2 separate regions of the Mus musculus genome follow, and region 1 is linked to region 2. The links are chromatin contacts, called in public promoter capture Hi-C maps. All regions are on one chromosome and are shown on one strand. The core of a region is the stretch at or near the end of the contact, and the rest is flanking DNA. Distances in the headings are between cores, read along the strand shown. Region 1 holds the start of Rars (arginyl-tRNA synthetase). Region 2 holds the start of 4930403D09Rik (RIKEN cDNA 4930403D09 gene).

Region 1 (4,523 bases), core at 1,228-3,727, 1.5 Mb after region 2:
AGCACTTTAGTCCTTTGATGCTCCCTCCCTCCCCCCCTCTCCCTCTCTCTGGTTTTCCGAGACAGGGTTTCTCTGTGTAGCCCTGGTTGTCCCGAGACTCACTCTGTAGACCAGGCTGGTCTGGAACTAAAAGATCAGCCTGCCCTTGTCTCTTGCACACAGAGAAGTTTGTTTTCACCACAGCTGTGGATTTATTTCCCTTACTTCCTTCAGCAGCGCACAAGCACTTGACAAAGCTATCTGAGCACAGCTGCCTCCACACAGATAATAAAGTGCTTCAAAGGACTGGTCAGACGCCTGAGATGAGGACTTGGAGCGGTGCCTGTGCAATCCAGAAGGAAGTACACACACTGGAGAACAATGAATGAGGCAACATGCTAGGCTGTGTCATCAGCAAACCTGAAAGGCAGGCCAAAGAAGCTGAAGGTAGGCTTTCTTTAAAACAAACAAACAAACAAACTACATTGATAAGCATTGCTGGACTGTAAGGCTATTCAAATGGTGGCATGGTAGTACACACCTGTAAACCCAGCCTGAGAGACACAGAAGAAGAAAATGCACTTCAAGATGGAGGCAGCCCAGCCCAGAAGCCAGCCTGGTCTGTATAGAGAGGCTGTTGGATGGGGAGGAGGAGAGGCAGAGAAAGTTTCGCAACATTAAATGAAAAGAACCCCAAAAGATGCTATAAAGCATAACACAAAACTGCAAAATAAACAACTTCATTGCAGAGGAGTTAGGAATCAGTGAGTGCATTTTAAAACATCCCTGTTAGTTGCTCCTGAGAAACTGTTTCTTTTACAGTAGTTAAAATGGTTTTAAAAACAAAAGACATTCCTTTGACAGCATGGACATAAGCCTTTGAAGAAATCTCAACTTCCAAACCATTAAACCATCGTAATGAACCACTTAAAAGGGGTATCATAATAAACTACTTAAAAGGGCCCTGGGAAGCCAGTGCCGCCCCACTTTCTCCAGCCTAATGAGTCCTAACTTGCCTTATGCAGGAAAACTGATTTCTAAACAAACTCCTCTTCTCAATTCTTATAGCACGTACTTCTAGAATCTTCAGTAACAACAACAACAGCAACAACAAATTATTTGAAAACATCCGGAGCACTTACCCTTCGAAGAATATTCAGCCTATACTTCAATTTTAAATTTTCTTCTCGTAACTGTTCCAAACTTGGAGAAGCTTCCAAGCAGCCACAGTTCTTCAGCCGGTCGATCTCAGCAGTCAGAGCCTTAATCTCCCTTTCCTGTAAGGGAAAGGCAACTTTTCCAGGTCAAACAAATGCTTCCCGGATAATGGCAAACCTTACCACAGACTTCCTCATTTCGCTCTCCACAACATGTGGGGTAGAAAAATGAGAATGGACTTTGCAATGATTTTACTGACGTCAGCAATCATCCTTTATGAGATGGAACTGAGTTCACATGTGTGTGCTGGGGATGAGGGACTGCGGGGCAGAGAATATAACTCAGCCAAGTGTGCATGGCAGTACACATCTCCAGTCCTAGCAGTTGAGAGGCTGTGAGTTGAAAGTCCAGGGCCAGAGTCAAACACGGAAGTCTCTTCTTTAGCTAGGTGCATCCTGATTTAGTCAGAGTACAAGTTTCTGGCTTTACTACCTGTGTTGCTAAATCTAATGACTTGGGACTAAAAAAAACCAAACCAAATCAAAAACGACAAAACAAACCAACAAACATCAGTAGGAGTTGGGGACTTGCACCCCTCAGTGCTGCTTGCCACACATAGGCCTTGGCTCTGGGTTAGATCCCGAGACAAAAAGGAGTCAATCCATCTTTTGTCATATTCGAAATCACTCAAGTGTCCGTCTTTGCCTTTTCTGGGTCTACGTAAACTTCATATATATATGGTTTTTTTTTTCCCCATCTCTCCAAGATCTGCTACTATTCACTGGACTCAGCAGTAAAGAGCTTGTCCATTTATTTTGCACCTCGGGGATGATTTGCATAAAAGCAGTTATTGTCCAGGGAAGACTTAGACAAACTGAGTTCCTAACGCTAGTGTCTAGGCCCGAAAAAGAAAAGGGGCTGGTCTTACTTTCGTTTTTCAAAATTGTGACACTGTTCCAGACCAACACTGGCGGCTTCTTGGGAAGTTTCCGGCTGGGTCTCAGGGCACACCTGTCCTGCTCTAACCTGGCCTGGGCGACCAGCAGAGTGAGCCTCGCTCGCTGTCCACCCTCTCTTCTCTGAGTGACAGTCGCACGACCCGGCCAAGAGGAAAGGGCCAGCGGAGCAGCAAGGCTTCGCAAGCCCCGAGGTCCCGGACTGGGGTCGCCGCGGCCGCCTGTGGAAGCCACTGCGGACTCTGCCCCGCCGCCGCCCGCTCCAGAGCCCTCCGCCCCGCCCAGGGACAAACCTGCTGCAGCAACCGCGCGGAGCACTGAGCCACCAGACCGTCCATCCTCTCGTCAGCGACTCACATGCCAAGCGGCCGGAAGCGGAAGTGTCTAGTTTGGGCCGGAAACGGAAATTCCTACCCGGGTAAGTCACTGTTTTTGGTTTTTCAGGGCGCGCCCTCTGCTGCCCCCTAACGGGATCCAGGAGACACTGCGAGAGAGGCGGGGAGCAGGCCAAAGCAACCTACCCTCTGCTTGGAGGCATGGCGCGGGCATGGGCACAGAACCCATCCCTCTTTTGTTTTGATTTTTTGTGTTTTTTGTTTTTGTTTTTTTCGAGACAGGGTTTCTAGCCCTGGCTGTCCTGGAACTCCCTCTGTAGACCAGGCTGACCTCGAACTCAGAAATCCACCTACCTCTGCCTCCCAAGTGCTGGGATTAAAGGCATGCGCCACCACTGCCTGCAACTCATCCCTCTGTTAAACAGGCATTTTTGTTGTTGTTCACATTAAGGTGCTAGATACTCTCTCCAGGATGTGAAGATGTTTAGAATGTATGATAAAAAAAGGTCCTTAAACTAATGGAGACTGCCTGAAAGGGGAAAGAGAAAACAATGGCTTTCCTTTTCATTGTATGTGTAGTGCGCGCGTGCACGCGCACATGTGCATGTGTAGACTTTTTGTATTCCACTCTGACCTTTGACTCTCCATCCTCCTGCCTCAGCCTCCTTACCAGGCAAACAATGTTTTAATTACCAAGAAAGGAAGGTGGTACAATGACTTGAGCCAGGCAGCCTCTTGGAGCATCTCTCAGGCTCTTCTGTTCGTTTGAAAGATGTAGCCCAGGGTAGTCTTGCATTTAGCTGAGCTTCTGATCTTTTGTCTTGAACTTCTGATCTTTTTCTTTCCACCTTCCAAGGGTCGTGGTAACGTGGTTTTACCACCAAGATGGATTTAGTTCACGTTAAAATTTACTTATCTTCATCCTAAACAATAATATCTATGAATCCATGGGCTGAGTGTGTGGGCTAAAGATGCTACATATTAAATAAATATAGGACTTGAGAGGTGGCTCAGTGGTTGAGAGCACTGGCTGTTTTTTTTTCCCCCAGAGGTCCTAGTTTGATCCCAGTATTCACATGGCAGCTCACACTCACCTATGAACATGTAGTTCCCTGGGATTTGATGCTCTCTCCTGGTGTGCAAGCATACATGCAGACAAAACACCCATATACATAAAATAGATAAACTTTCAAAAACAATCAACATATTATTATAGATAATAAAGAATGCAGCCATATCTACCTGTGTTTTCTTTTTGCTAGGTAGAGCGGGCTGGCCTAAAACTCAAGCATTTCCTGTGTTCTGGGATTACATCTGCTGCCTCTCCGGGCCTATAGTTTTCTATATTGTCACCAGTGGTACCTATACCCACTTTGAGAAAATGCTGCATTAAGGCACTTGGCTATCACCACAGCACATAAAAAAATGTTAAAAACACACACACACACACACACACAACACTGTGATTGCTGTGAATTCATTCCAGCCTGAGTTAGTGAGTTTTAGGACTGTAGAGTAAGGACCTGTCTCCAGGTAAGCAAGCAAACAAGCAAAAAAAAAAAAAAAAAAAAAAAAAAAAAAGGAAGAAGGAAGGAAAAAAAAGAGGTCACAAGCCACTGAGAAACGCCTATGTTCCCATTGCTACACAGCCGGATTGGAAGGACTTCGACTTTCCTTCAGTCAGTCAGTAATTGTCATGTGTTAGGGAATACTGTGTCAGGAGCTGAAATGGTGAACAGGTGTGTCTGGTGCGTGAGATATGAAACCTAGGGAATCAGATACATATGGTTGGCCAGAAGTACATAACGTCAAGCCTGCTATTTCCAATTAGCTTCATTTACCCACTATCCTATAGTTGGCAGAAATTGATGGCTATCCTTACCATATTCCCATTAATACATTCAGTTAGCAACGTGCTCTGGGGATAGCTGTACTCATGGTATGGGTCAAAGATATGGAAATGAGTTATTCCAGAAGCATCTAGAATATAACAAGTAGAATATAGACTTCACTACTGTGGCTTAACATTGCGACTTAACTTATAACAGTAGAGAGTGACTCTCAGCACCGTGGATCTACAGCAGCGGATGCTGGA
Region 2 (4,097 bases), core at 842-3,341:
TTCTTCTGGTCCATGTGACCTTGCAAACAGCCAAGAGCATCGAGTCCCAGCATCTAGAGAGTACCACTGATCTTAGCTTCCGGCAGAAATCACCATTTCTATAATGCCCAGGCCTTGGCTCCTCTGGAGTGGCATCCATAGAGCTGCTGCCTTTTTGCCCTTTGAATCACAAAGCCATCATTCAGAGGAGAGGTTAGGGCTAATCTCCTTTCCCCTGCTCTTGCTCTGGATAGAGGGAGCCAGGATAGAGGCTGCTCCTGCTGCTATCACATGCATAATACATGAGCCCACAAGAAGGAGAGGAGGGTGTTCCAGGCAGGGTACAAAGAACAAATCCATTCTCAAAGGGGGGGAGGAAAAGATGAGGGAACAAAGAGAAGATTGAAAAATGACCCAGTTTTGGGGTACTTTTCACTAAATATCTGTGGAAGCCTCATTAGAAAAGAATTATTTGATTCTGTGTTCCTAGCTCTTCTCCATAGTTTACAGAATCCTGTGGGCGTGACAGCCTCCGGCTATGTTGTGAGGATCAAAAAGCTGCTTCTCTGCTGGCTTGCCTGTCAAGAACTGACCTGAGTTCCTGGCCCTGGTGCTTATAATATCACTATGATCATTAGCATGATTACCACCACTACCACTACCATCATCACCACCAACAGCAGCAGCCTCACCGTTACTACCACCGCCACCATCATTATCATCATCACCATCATCAAACTGATGCTAACAAGGTAACATTTATTAAGTGGCGCTTTTGTTGCCAGGACCATTCTAAGTGAGCTACATGAATCAATTCACCCAACCCTTATGGCTGCTTAAAGAAACAGCCACTAACAGCATATTCATACAACGTTGAAGAAACCGAGCACAGAACAATGAAGTACTTTACCAAAAACCACACAATTCATAAATTTAACCTTTGCATGTATGTCACATTCCTTTCTTAGGTACGTTGCATATATAATTTTTCTTTCAGAAAAGTTTTATGAAACCGAAAAGAATGGCCCAGAGGACTGGAGCTGACCCTGTCTTGGGAAAGAGCCTCCCTAAGACCATGGAGGAGAGTGACAGTCAGAACAGCAGGTCCTAAGGCTAGAACTGCTGACATCAGGGAAAATGACAAACCAGCTGGCCTTTGATGGCCACACACTGCCCCTCTGGCCCCAGGTATGTTGTTCCAAGCTGTCCCTTCAAACACCATGGACATATCCATTTCTTTGAACAGGCTCGTAACAAATGGAAACAGCAACTATCTGCATGGGAAATGAAACCTTTCTCTTGGTTTTAAACGGCCAGCATGACACGTTTCGTTGCTCTGGGAAAGATATGTCATCTGGAGAGAAAGCCTTACCCAAGGCCATCGCGATACTCTGAACCTGGGGTGTGGCCATGGCCCAATGTGGAGGCCTGTATCAGCCAGCGCAGTTTCTAGCCCCAAAGGCATTAAGGTGTTGATGTCAGGCTTTCTGTACATGGATTCCAGGTCTTACTCACTCCTGCATCTTCAGAAAAGAAGCTGGCTAGCAGTGGCATCCAACTTGCAGGGTGGCTGAATGTCTGTGACAGTGACTTCGTATGAGCTGGTATATAAACTATGGCAGTTACTCTGGTCATCATGAACATTGGTCACTTCCGTCCCCAGAGCTGAATGCAAGGTCATAGGCAAGACCAAGAACCTCATTCAGAGAAGAGGGTCATCCTTGAAAGCCAACAAAGGGAGCTCAACCCATCTTCCCAGGAAGGTGCCTGGCACGGGTCTCAGCCCAGGTGTCACCTCCCCCACCGGGCACAGAGTGGCTATGAGCACAAGGCTTTTTACTCTTGTGTAACTGTATTTTACCAGAAGGAAAGAAAACATGGACAGGATTGGAGGAATAATAAGCGATGATTTCAAAGGACAGATAGTGCCTAAAGAAACATCAAGAGACCTAGATGTGACCAGTGACCACAGACAGAGTCACTAAACAAATTCCAAAGAGGAGTCAGGCAGGGCAGGCTCTGTAAAGAGGAACTATTCCAACAGCAACTGACTGATAAGATTTCCCAGCATGCTCCTGGGCTGGCAAAGTCTCCTGAGGTGGGAGGGCAGTTAGCATTTTACAGTTGTTATCACTCTGGTGCAATGACATCCTTGCCCACCTAAGCTGCTGAGCTGAAGAGGCCAGGCTGATGGAAACACAGCGTCTCAGATGGGCAGGCAGGAATGGCATGACCCTGGGGTACTGTACTTGGTGAGTATTCCCTTACTCTCAGTTACCAGAAGCTCTAAGGGTTGAGGACTTTGCTGAAGCAGGCATCAAAGACTTGGGGGTAGGGTTTCTTCTCTCTCACTCCTGCAGCCATGGGCAGTAACATGGACTTTCACGTCTGGCTTTGAAGAACATGTTCTTTGTGGGCCGGGCCAGGGACTTCACTCTCCTTACCTCAGGGACATTCTTATCACACAGCCCAATCCCTGCTCTAATGTCTCAGAGGCCCTAAAATGTGGCTAAGCACACACGCCAAAATGACTTTTGGAGAAATTGGGAAGTCACAGAGATAAACTTGAAAGCTTTATACTTTCGGGTCTGTGACTGGCTGCTCCTAGGAACCCGTGAACAAAGTACTAAAAAAAAAAAGTTGAAAGGCAACGGCAGCAGCACCCATTCTACAGTTAAGAAGTGGTGTGCATCCCAGTCAGAAGGGACATCGTCTTCTTTCCTTTCCACACTTCCCTTCTGCATGTATTCAGAGACACCTACGGCCTCTGTGTGCTTGCCGGTGGTGATGGTGGAGGATGAAGAACCAGCCCAATGTGCCAGGGTAGCCCTGAGCAACTCCAATGCTTCACACTCACCTGGAACTCAAAGCTTGTGTGTTCCAGAAACTTCTGGTTCATGGTTTCTGCAAACTTGTTGATGGCTCTCAGGAAGACCCTAGAAGAGGAAACAAGGTCACTGAACTATCTGAGCATCCTCTCTCTTTTCTCTTCCTGATGGACTAAAATCTCCTCACATTCTCCCAGAGTGGGCTGATTTTCAGGTGAAGACTAATGCAGGTCAACGTAGGGACTGAGGTTGCCTTGCTAGAATTCAGGAACCATGTATTTGACGTTTTAGGAATTTGTATTGTCTTACATTCAAATGATTAGACGCTTAGTGATTAGTGGCTGAACAATGCATGCTGTCCAGAAATGATATAAAGAAAGAGCATCCCGTCCCCCAAACAACAGCTAGTATTCTCTGGGATCCTCTCTCCTGGAGAAGGCTCCCGTCAACATGTGGGTGAGCATCACTTCAAAGGTCTCCTTAGAAGTATCTATACGAGTGACATTTTTAGGGTGTCGTTTTGATAAATGGTATTACACGACGAATGTGGTTTCATAGCTTGCCAATTTTACTCAATAATAAATCGTAGACTCCTTTCACACCAATGAGTGCAGCTACACGTCATCTTTTTTAATCACCAAAGAGCATTCCACTCTATGACCGTATCACGGTTTATTTAATCAGTTTCTTATTGATGGGCCATTTTGTGGTTTCTCGGCTTTTTTCTCCATAATAGACAATGTTCCTGTGATCGTTCTTCCATACCCCATGCACTTCCTCTGAGCACCTCCTTGCCAGTCCTTTATCCGAGACGCAGTGCTAGCCAAATATCACCCACATTTCATGTTTTGGAACCGGGCTGCCGAGGTGCAACCTCCATGTCTCTCTGACCACCTTGTTCTTTTTGTCTTTGTCCGTGAGCCCCCACTGACTGTTCCCACAGCTTTCTTCTCCTGTCCTGCCATTCTCAGGGACAGCCTGAATCATAGCCATTCCTGACCTCCATGGCTCTCCACTGCCATGGGCAAGTGCAGTTCTCTCTTCACATGCAATACCCTGCTTGCTTTGGCCTGATCTTTTCTATGCCAGGCTTTCATTCTTACCCCCCAATTCAGGTTACTTCCTTTGCACTTAGTGGCATGTTTTCATTTTAAAGTCTGTCCCCAGCTCTTCTAAGTCAAAATTATGCTTTCCTGGTGCAGACTTGAGCATGTCCTGTCCAACCTCTGGACATTGTCACGTGATTTCTGTCCCCTATAGGTGTGCAAGGCCACATTCAGAGTGGTCCTG

Evidence for each region. Promoter capture Hi-C pulls out the DNA fragments that hold promoters and counts their contacts.
Region 1: a contact with region 2 is called in a promoter capture Hi-C map of hippocampal neurons, with 2.8 times the contacts expected there. The contact joins the promoter of Rars here to the promoter of 4930403D09Rik in region 2. A contact is called at or near these places in 3 of 39 promoter capture datasets (embryonic stem cells, hippocampal neurons and pre-B cells).

What each region holds. Positions count from the first base shown.
Region 1 is chr11:35,832,051-35,836,573 of GRCm38.p6, forward strand. It overlaps Rars (arginyl-tRNA synthetase), which reads right to left and starts at 2,478. Exons shown (of 15, transcript NM_025936.3): 1 at 2,387-2,478; 2 at 1,122-1,256. The coding sequence starts at 2,431.
Region 2 is chr11:34,297,651-34,301,747 of GRCm38.p6, forward strand. 4930403D09Rik (RIKEN cDNA 4930403D09 gene) reads left to right here and starts at 2,092. Exons shown (of 2, transcript NR_167728.1): 1 at 2,092-2,231. It overlaps Dock2 (dedicator of cyto-kinesis 2), which reads right to left. Exons shown (of 52, transcript NM_033374.3): 30 at 2,837-2,915.